2 separate regions of the Rattus norvegicus genome follow, and region 2 is linked to region 1. A link is a contact called in public Hi-C data. All regions are on one chromosome and are shown on one strand. Each heading gives the region's core, a stretch centred on a gene start, on an enhancer-like site or on the middle of the called end of the contact. The rest is flanking DNA. Distances are from core to core; before and after follow the strand shown.

The links. A called contact is a pair of places that touch in the nucleus more often than the background predicts.
Region 2: a contact with region 1 is called in a Hi-C map of frontal cortex, with 1.6 times the contacts expected there. The contact joins two enhancer-like sites.

Annotation. Positions count from the first base shown.
Region 1 is chr7:71,156,514-71,161,669 of GRCr8, reverse strand. It overlaps the pseudogene Papolb-ps1. Among named protein-coding and RNA genes, the nearest start is that of Ubr5, 49 kb to the right of the region's middle. Within about 2 kb of position 2,754, at least 22 of the 93 cell types and tissues checked have an H3K27ac peak or open chromatin away from gene starts, as enhancers often do.
Region 2 is chr7:71,293,017-71,298,186 of GRCr8, reverse strand. No RefSeq gene overlaps it. Among named protein-coding and RNA genes, the nearest start is that of Odf1, 29 kb to the right of the region's middle. Within about 2 kb of position 3,341, at least 25 of the 93 cell types and tissues checked have an H3K27ac peak or open chromatin away from gene starts, as enhancers often do.

The DNA.
Region 1 (5,156 bases), core at 1,505-4,004:
GCTGAGGCAGGCCCAGGTCCCTCTGTCCCTCCTGCCTCGGTGGATTATGCCCAGGGTAGCATTGGTCACAGGGGGCAGGGGTGGGGGTGACTTAGCAGTGCCATTTCCGCCATTTACAACTCAGGGATCACAACAAATGCAGCCTCCACAGAGGCTCTATGGTATTACCGCTCCCATCAGCTTAGCAGCCCCAAGGAGACTGCCTGCCTCTGACACAGAAACTCATCGAGATGCTGAAGCCCTTTGGGGTTTTTGAAGAAGAAGAGGAACTGCAGCACAGGATTTTAATTTTGGGAAAATTAAATGACCTGGTGAAAGAATGGATAGGAGAAATCAGTGAAAGGAACATCTGTGGAGTCCAGACTGGCCTTGTACTCTGGTGATCTTCGTCCTTGCTTAGCTTCCTGAGAGCTAGCATTAATCATCCACAATCTGTGATTGAAAATGTTGGAGGGAAGATGTTTACATTTGGATGTTACAGAGCACATATGAAAGGTGCCGATACTGATGTGCTCTGTGTTACACCAGTACATGCTGATCGAAGTGACTTTTTCACCTCATTCTATGATTCATTGAAATTACAAGACGTGAAAGATTTAGAGCTGTTGAAGAGGCATTTGTACCAGTTGTTAAACTCTGTTTTGATGGAGCAGAGACTGATATTTTGTTTGCAAGATTAGCACTGCAGACTATTCTGGAAGATTTGGACCAATGAGAAGACATTCTGCTTAAAAACCTAGATATAAGATGCAGAGGAAGCCTTAATGGTTGCAGGGTAACTGATGAGATTTTACATCTAGTACCAAACACTGACAGCTTCAGGTTAACCCTGAGAGCCACCAAACATGGGCCAAAGGGTGCAGCATCTCCTCCAATACATTAGATTTCCTCAGTGGTGTTTCCTGAGCTAAGCTAATACTGAGAACTTGCCAGCTTTATCTAAATGCAGTAGTATCACTCTTGTGCATATATTTTCCTTGGTATTTTCTAAATTCTATGTTTTTAGATTATATTATAATAAAATTGATTGTAAACACTGAAAAGAAGGAGGAGGAGGAAGAGGAGGAGGAGGAGAAGCCTCTGTGGTATCCCATGCTCTAAGTTACTATGTCATCTGCTTCAAGTCCCCTACAGTTCTCAGGATAGAGAATGGAATGAATGGACAAATATTCTGTTTTCTAGAAAAGACCTTGTAGACAGATGCCAGTTTGCCTTTGGAAGATCTGTTAATTAAAATTCAATTATTAGCCAAAAGACAATTATTAGCACAGACTTTTAACCCCAGCATTCAGGAGGCAGAGGCAGGCAGATCTCTGTTGAGTCTAAGACCAGCCTGGTCTACAGAAGGAGTTCTAGGATAGCTAGGACTGCACAGAGAAACCCTGTGTTGAAAAACCACCACCACCACCAAAACTTAGATTCAATTATCTAAGATCATTCAAATTGTTTATTTCATACTAGACGTGCTGGAACGTTTGCGTTTTGTTTTTGTTTTTGTGAACCTGATATAGTGCTAGGGTCACCTAGGAAGATGGAGCCTCATCTGCTACCTGACAGGCTTTGGAAGCAAGCGGTTGCTGACTGATGTGGTAGGGCCTGACCACTGTGATGGGGCCACCCCTGGGCTTTTGGCCCTGGGTTATACAAGAAACCAGGCTGAGAAGCCAATAAGCAGCATTCTTCCAAGGTCTCTGCTTGAGTTCCTGCTTTGGCTTCCTTCAGTGACAGACTGTGATGGGGACATCAAAGCCAAACGAGCCCTATCCCCCTCAAGTCACTTTGATCATGGTCTATCACAGTAATAGACACACAGGGCACCAACCAAAAGTGCTTGCTTTCTGCTTTTAAAACACGCCCATGGCCAACCATGGTGGTTCACACCTTTAATCCCAGACAAAGGCAAGTGGATCTCTGAGTTCAAGGCCAGCCTGGTCTACATAATGTGTTCCAGGACAGCCAGGGCTACACAGAGAAACCCTGTCTCAAACCAACCAACCACACAAACAAACAATAAAGTGTCCCATGCCATCTTGTTGCACATGTTTTGTGTAGCGTTGTTTGTAGTAATCTTTATGGTTTATTTCGTTGGGTGTGGGGCTTGCACGCTAGGCATGTGCTCTACCTCCGACCTATATTTCACTGCCTGTATTACATGTTGATGTGTGGGTAGTGTACAACTATATCCCTGTCTTATTCCTAATATCGAATTCTTCCTGACGTCTCGGTCTTGCTACTTATCTCTGCACGGCAACGATCTTTTTATCAAAATATCGCTTTCACTGTTTGCCTTTATTGTTGTTTTCAGTGATTTTTCACTCTCTATTCCTTTCTCTTTTTTTTGCTTTTTTAGGTTAGGTGAGAGTTTTCCTTTTTTGCAGTGCTGAAAAACAAACCCAGGATCTCTCATTTGCTAAGCAAGTTCTGTACCATTGAGTTCTAACCCCAGGCCTCTCTAATTCTGACTGTCAGGGATAGAAGTTTGACCTTCTATAGCCCATGTGGCTCCCACTGACATCACAGGGCATGGGGTAGCCTAGCTGCTGCTAGGCATAGGCAAAGTCCTACTCCGACACCATCCCAGTGGGCAAAAAGTGTCTCATTATGGGTGTGGGTAACGTGCAAGCCGGGGCTGCCTGTGTGGTCTCTGCTGCTGGTAGGGATGGAGTTCTCAGGTCCCACTACAGGCCTCTTCCACTGCACGCTGAGTGGTTTTATATTCACAGTGTACACTCAGCGTTTGCTCCACAGCCCAGGAAGGGTCCAGGCTCCCGTTCAGCCTTTTCTGACAGTGGTGGAATGGGGGCCACGGCTTCTCTGTGGTGTTTGGCTACAGTTAGAGCCATTTTTTTTTTCAACTGAAAATGTTCTGTTTTTTTATCAGCCGCCCCTTTCTCTCGGGGCCTTGGCTGGAGAGAGAAGGCTTTTGTTGGAGCTTTTCTCCTCTTAGCCTGCTGGCATCTTGAAGCTGCTGGCTTACTCCCTTCCAAATCCAAGATCTATTAGGCAAAGAAAAAACCAAAACCCACTGGGAACTCGCTACCATGCTGTTCCTTGGGTCACCATGTTCCTAGGCGATCTGTCTTCTCTCCATGGCCAGAGTGTTTGATGTTGCTGGTTCTGTTGTTGGGTTTTGTCATGCTAGGGGCCAAAGCCAGGGCCTCAAGCTCCCCTCCTGCCCCGTTATGTTTGTCTCTGTATAACATTCTTAGGTCTTAGCTGTACTCAGTAGGGGAAATAGCTTGAAGTTATTGGTCACCCAGCTATTTATTCTGTGTGCAAATGTGCACATGCACATGGACGTCAGAGTTACTTCTCTTCCCACCTCATTTTGAGGAGTCCAGTCCCTGTTATTCAGACTGAGGTAGTGTGTATGTGCTTCTAGCTTCTCCTGTCTTTGCCTTCCAGTCCAATAGAAGTTCTAAGGTGTGAGTCTTTTTTTTTTTTTTTTTAAATGGGTTCCACAGTGTGATCTCAGGTTCACTCATCAGGCCTGCATAACAAGTATGTTCATCCACTGAGTCGTCTCACCGGCCTAGCCATTCCATTTCCTGTCCTTTCATCCTCGACATAATGGTTTTCGTGACACAGTTCAGAGAGATACATCATACCCGTAGAGTATGGTGACAACGTCTAAATATGAACGCCCTTTCCCACCAGCCTGAACTGAGTCTCAGGGCCAGAGTTTGTTGCAAGGAAGGCTAAAAGGTGCAAAGTTTACTCTGGGTGGCCATGTGACCCTGTTGTTCTATTGCCAAACTAGAAGAGGGTAGTAAAAAATGTCTGACAATCCCTGGGTTGGAGTACATACATATGTGCTGACCCTGGGTTCAAACCCTACAGTGGGGAGAAAGGAAATCAGTAGAGATGGCCACCAGGCAGGCTGGCAATCCTCTAGAGACTCCAGATAAGTGTGACTGGGACCATGGGACACCCAAGACTCATGTTCAGCTCGATTCATATTCCAAAGCGATTAACTCTGCCGTAGAGTGAAGTCCACACAAACAGCACAGCCTGGGGGAAAATGAACTATTAAAGCAAAGCCCACCCGCTTTGACAAGGCACCCAGTTAGGACTCAGAAACCCAATCTCCCTAGAGCAAGCAGATATTCCAGTGACCAGTACACCAAAATTCTCTTACTATCCTCTCAGGAGACAGATAACCTGAGGATGCTCACTGGAAAAGCTTTAGTTGTGATGTTCAATGTGATAGCCATCATAAAACCCAAAACATTAAAGGTTTATCATTTCACCTACCTATTTGCCATGACACAGGGAACTAATGGCTTAATAACTGTGAAATTTACCCAAATCAAAGCTCATCTCAGGAGGGGCTAGGGAGAGACCAGGTCAGTAGAGAGCTTGCTTAGAGTGCACAAGCCCTCAGTTCCATGCTGGCGATGTGTAAGCCAGGACCAATGATGCACTGTCATAATCCCAGTGTTAGAATTGTAGGGGAGGAGGCAGGAGGGTCAGAAGTTCAAGCAGGTCATCCTCAGGTACATATAACACATTGTAGCTAGCCTGGGCTACATGAGACTGTCTTAAAACCAAAACCAAAAATGAACATCTGGGAGGCTGTGGTGGGAGGACTGTCATGTGATTAAGACCAGCTTATATGTTCCCTCCGTGTGTGTGTGTGTGTGTGTGTGTGTGTGTGTGTGTGTGTGTGTGTAGTTGGAAAGGATAGATGAAAAGCCCACACGACTTTGAATGCAGAAACCTAGCTACTAAAACAAGTTTGTAATCGTTGCCTGTCCTCTGAAATGAATTCCGATTGTGGCCAATGATGATAATGTTTGGTGAATACCATGCCCTTGGGTAGATCCAAAGACTACAGATCACTAGGATGAAGGCTTCTCCCAGAACTACTACTCAATGAGCTGTATGAATGCCTCAAGGACCTCAAACTTCTTACTGGCCAGAGACAGCTGGGTCCTGTTTCTCCTCCAAATTCTGAGTACTTAATGTAGTAATGTCAGGTCCTACAGCAGTGCTCTAGAAGGCTGAGCATAGCGAGTATGGTTGGGACAGGTCTTGCCCTTCCCCCACTCCCTCTGCCTTGCTAAACTGTTAGATTACATCCGAAAGCAGGCCCCCTTCCTTCTCCCTTGTCTTCCCTGCCTTTGTCCCTCTGGGGCAAACAATCTCCTTTGTGC
Region 2 (5,170 bases), core at 2,092-4,591, 140 kb before region 1:
TTGCCTTGGTCACGGTGTCTCTTCACAGCAGTAAAATCCTAAGACACAGACACAGATTGTTTCTGTCACTGTAATAAATTCCATTTTACGGTGGCCTTGAAATGCACCAGCTGAGTTGAACTTGGTGGCTCACATATCTAACGTGAGTACTTTGGGAACTGAGGCAGGAGGCTCACCACGGATTCATAGTTGTTTGTTTGTTTGTTTTTTTGGACTATATAAGACCCTGCTCAAAAACAAAACAAAAGCAGCTAAGCAAAATGCACTAACTACAGTCAATGTATCTGTTTCTAAAAGAAGGTAATAGGAGTGTGTGTGAGGGCCCCTGGCAGGATTTAGGTCGCGGGGCACTCTATTCCTTCTGCTCTCATCAGGACCCATCCCCCTCTTGCACAGTGACCTCCTTCCCTAACCAAGGCCTCCTGGGTACTTCCTTGAATCAGAGGCTGGATGCAGATAACCCGCCTGCTGTCTGTCCCAGGGTTTTGTCTCTTAATGCAGCTTGCCCCACACCTCCGGTTCGCCAGTGCGGTGCCTGGCCCGGAGGACGCCCGGGCTAGCCGCTAGGGGGTGATGGAGCCTCCCTTTGAATTCTAAATAAAGCCAAAAAGACGGACAGCTCCGAGGTCTCTCATTGCTCCAATCCCAAAGCTTCAAAAACAACACAAGAAACATCCGGGAAGGAGTGCAAACCATGCAGATAGTATTGGCTACCCAGAGAGGACGGTTTGCACCCATTTACAGATAGAGTGAACCAAAAAGGAAAAAAAGAAATCAAAGCAGAGCTCTCACCGCAAAGGTGAGGAATGGCGTGTCTTTCTGTTACAGTCTGCTCCGCATTAAGATGCTCCTCTAGTAACAGGCCGCTATTCTCTTGTAGGCATTTGACAAGAAAAAACAAACTTCGACCTTTTCTCACTCCTTCCACAATCTCTTTTATTGTATTTGTCACGTGCTTTAAGGTCTAAATTAAGAAATAGAAATGCAATCAGTGGCGTGGTTCTTGACAATTAGCTTGGCTTCCTGGTCCGCCAGGACCTTGGGAGCCCTCTGCGGGCCCTCACAGTGATGCCCCCTAGTGGTGGAGCCACAGTCTGAGCTATGACAGCGCCGCTATCCCTTTGGCAAGACAATACAGCTTTATCAGAATCAAAAATGTCCCTGCTTTCCGTGGGTCTCAGCTCTTACTGTGCACTGTTCAATGCATTGTTTATCTCGTCTTTAAAAAGTAAACTATCCCGCGTGTCTTCATACCGAGTCAAGAATGGTGGTGGTTCATTTAAAAAAAGCTCTTCCTGTCTCTGTGGGCCTACCTGGACCATATGGGACATTCCCCTTGTATCTCTCTGTCTCAACCACATGCTGCTTATAAGTGCAGGGAGAAGGTGATGGGTGATAGGTGGGCAGAGAGGGCCTTGCTTGAATCCTATGGTCCTGGCTTGCTTGGCAGACATATGACCTAACCCCTCTGGGAAAGATGGGAAGAGATGAATCAGTCCAACACCCTCCTCAGTAACTGCTATACACAGTCAAGTTTCACATCCCCTGACTTCCTTAACTTCCAGCTCCGCCCCTCTTTGTCGGACCACCTTGTCCCTCCAGTATCTCTACCTGGCCCCTGGAGAGAGGAGGCACACTCAGGCACAGTCTTGCCTGTTAGACATGAGGCTGTTGGAAAGCAGGGCCGCTCTCCCAAAGTTCAGGAAGCACAGTTCAGACCCTCAACGCATTCCCTGGAAGCTTCCTTGGCTAGCTGATGTGCTGCAGGGGTAGTCCTTTCTACTCACCACTAACCACATTTACCAGAAACCTCCTTGGATGAGGGTTGTGGTCAGACATGGCTCCTTGGTCTTTCCTTTCTGCTGTGTGTGTGTGTGTGTGTGTGTGTGTGTGTGTGTGTGTGTGTGTTGTGCATGTACACATGGAGACCAGAGCAGACAACCTCAGGTGTTATTTCTCCTGCACAATCCACCATTTTGTTTTGAGACAGTCTCTCACTGCCCTAGAGCCAAAATCAGAACCAAAAATATCCCAGTTTTCTGTGGGTCTCTCAATGGACAGGCTAGGCTGTACGGCCAATATTTCCCAAGGACACATCTGTCTTCAAGTCTCCATCCTTGGAGTATGAGTGGTGTCACCTCTCCTAGCTTAGAACAAACAAACAACAACAATGTCTGGGGAATGAGATTCTGGCATTCAGGTCCTTATGCTTGAATGGCTAATGCTTCATTGACTATGCCCTGCCCTCTCAGAGGCTTAACCGGTTCTCTTCTGTTCATCCCCAATTTCCCCACTGACCTGCTTTATCCTGAGCTGTTGTTTACTGTCTTAGTTTCTGTGATTATGGAGTGAATTGTACCTCACCCCAACTCACATATTCAAATCCAAACGCCTAACACTTCAAAATATGTCTGTTTTTGAAGATAAGCCCCCCCCCCCACACCCCTTAGAGACAAGGTCTCGTGTAGCCCAGGCTGTCCTGGAACTTCCTATCGAGCTGAGCCTGGCCTTAAATTATTACTTTTTTAGTTAAAGGTGTTTATTATTTTATGTGTATGGATGTTTTGCCTGTGTAGCACATATGTGTAATGGCCTGAGGCCAGAAAAGGCATGAGATAACCTGAGACTGGAATTACAGAAAATTAATTCAGGTACTGTTAGCCTATGCCTCTGCCTCAGACGTTGACTTGTGGGACTGCAGTCAGCTAGAAACTCCGATGAAGAGACTTTACTCCCAAACTCACTCTGTGACTGTTGGCAGTGGCCGCCACTGACCGAGGACTAGAGGTGATGTCAGTTCCTCACCACTGAGCGTCTCCATGGGGCAAATCTGGTTGGAGTGGCTGACTACACATCGAGCAAGGAATGGATGGGCTAAGTGGAACACAGCCTTTAAAATCCTTATTCCTTGCTTACTTTATGAGATGAGTATGGACTTGTGAATGCTAGACAAGTACTACTGCTGAGCTACAGAACCAACCCCAGCCTGACCTTCTTATAACCCGGCGTCATAGTGGCAGCCATGACATTTGGGGTACTCCACTCAGTAGAGGCAAATCAAGAGGCTCAGCCTACAAACGAGGGGAGGGAACTGCACACACACACCCGTGCCCATGCGCATGCGTGTGCACACACAACTTCTGGACAACTCTGACCTGGGTGCTGGCCGGGGGCCACTGAGCAGTGCAGTCTAGCATCCTATTTAGGAGCTCCTCGGCTCACTTAGCGCTAAGCTTGGTTTTGACATCTTCAATCAAAACAGAGGACTTAAGAAGGAGCCTGTAACAGTCCACTGAACTGGGGAGGGAGAAGGAAGAGTGTGGGCTCACATCTTGACAGATTTGGCAGTGAGAAGATAACAGGATGTCTCAATGGCTCTGTTTCCCAGTGAACTAGGAATTGTGGTTGCTAGCTAGAATTGAGTCATCGAGGGTGTGGCAAAGATTGCAAACTGAAACACAAAGGCACTTTTCTGGGGTTCCTTTTCCAGTTTATAGAGTGGCCCCGCCAAGAACTACATTTCCCAGAATCCTCCATACCCAGGGCACCATGAGTAGTTCTGGCCAATAGGGTAGGGCAGAAGCAAACCATGGCATTTCCTAGCCAGGGAGCCTTGCAAGAGGCTTCTTTTTTCTGAGGCTAAAGCATTTCGAGACTCCAGGAAGGACTCACAAGGTAAAAAGGCCCCTGGGCCACAGAAAGACAAAAATTAAGAAGACCTGCTCTGCTGTACATGAGCAGGGAACAGGAATTATTTCTGACGCCACTGAAAATGTAGTTTGATGACGGCAGCAGGTGGGATTACCATAACAATCTGATCTCATGGGCTAAAAACTTGAGAAATAGCACTTGACTGTCAATGAGTGGCAGCTGGCGGTGGGCCCGGCCTTTAGAGTCTCACTGACCTTGGCAGGACACTGGATAATGGTGACATAGTTCCATTGTCCGGGGTGGGCAGAGCTGCCCAACTGTGGCCCCAGAACCTAAATAAAACCCTAAGAGAAGGAAGAGTACCCTGAGAATGGCTACGACTGTACTTACTGCCACACTCTCTTACAAGTAGGTTTGAAATGACTGCGGCTCATCCTTAGAAACGCCAACAGCAGCAGCATTTGTGTGTGTTTGGAGTCAAACGAGTCTCCAGCTCTCCGCCCTGACAAGTCGGTAGGATGCCAGCCTGAGGGTTAAGAGTGCTGCCTCCTGTCCCTCATGTCTCACATTCACATGAGAGCAGGCCTGTCTTCTGACTGCCTGACAGAGCCAAGACGGTTCTGTTCTTCATCCGGCTTTATTTTGGGGCAATGCTAAGAATCTGTCCAATGACACACACACACACACACACACACACACACACACACACACACACACACACACACACACACAGAGACACCCCTTCTCCTGCCCAGCATTTTTTGGACAGCACCCTACATCTTTTGGAAAAGCAAAAGACAGTAAAGCAGCCTTGGTGAGCAGCTTTTTTTTTTTTTTTTTTTTAATTAACTTGAGTATTTCTTATATACATTTTGAGTGCTCTCCCTTTCCCGGTTTCCGGGCAAACATCCCTCTCCCCCCTCCCTTCTTTATGGGTGTTCCCCTTCCCATCCTCCCCCCCTTGCCGCCCTCCCCCCAACAATCTAGTTCACTGGGGGTTCAGTCTTAGCAGGACCCAGGGCTTCCCCTTCCACTGGTGGGTGAGCAGCTTCTAATGCAGGGCATAAGGCTCCTTTGGAGCAAAGGGTAGAGCAAATGACCTGCTCCAGGTGAGAACTTCCATTCCTTCCTTCCCCTCCAAAGTTCTGTGGTTACTGGGCATGAGCCGTCCAGCCTGGTTTACACGGTGCTGTGAGTTGAGCTCTGAGCTAGAGAATACTACCAACTGAGCTACACTCTAACCTTGGTATAAGAATGTCTTAAGATGTAACTCTCAGCCGACCAGGGGTGGAGCACACCTTTATTCCCAGCACTTAGGAGGTAGAGGTAGGCAGATCTCTGTGAGTTCAAGGCCAGCCTGGTCTACAGATTGAATTTCAGGACAGCCAGGACTACAAAGAGAAATGCTGTCTCAAAAAACCAAAACCCAAAACCCAAACAAAAACAAAACCCAAAAAACGGTGAACTTTTTTAGTGGGGTACGATAGCAGATGCCTTTAATCCCAAGAGACATAAGCAG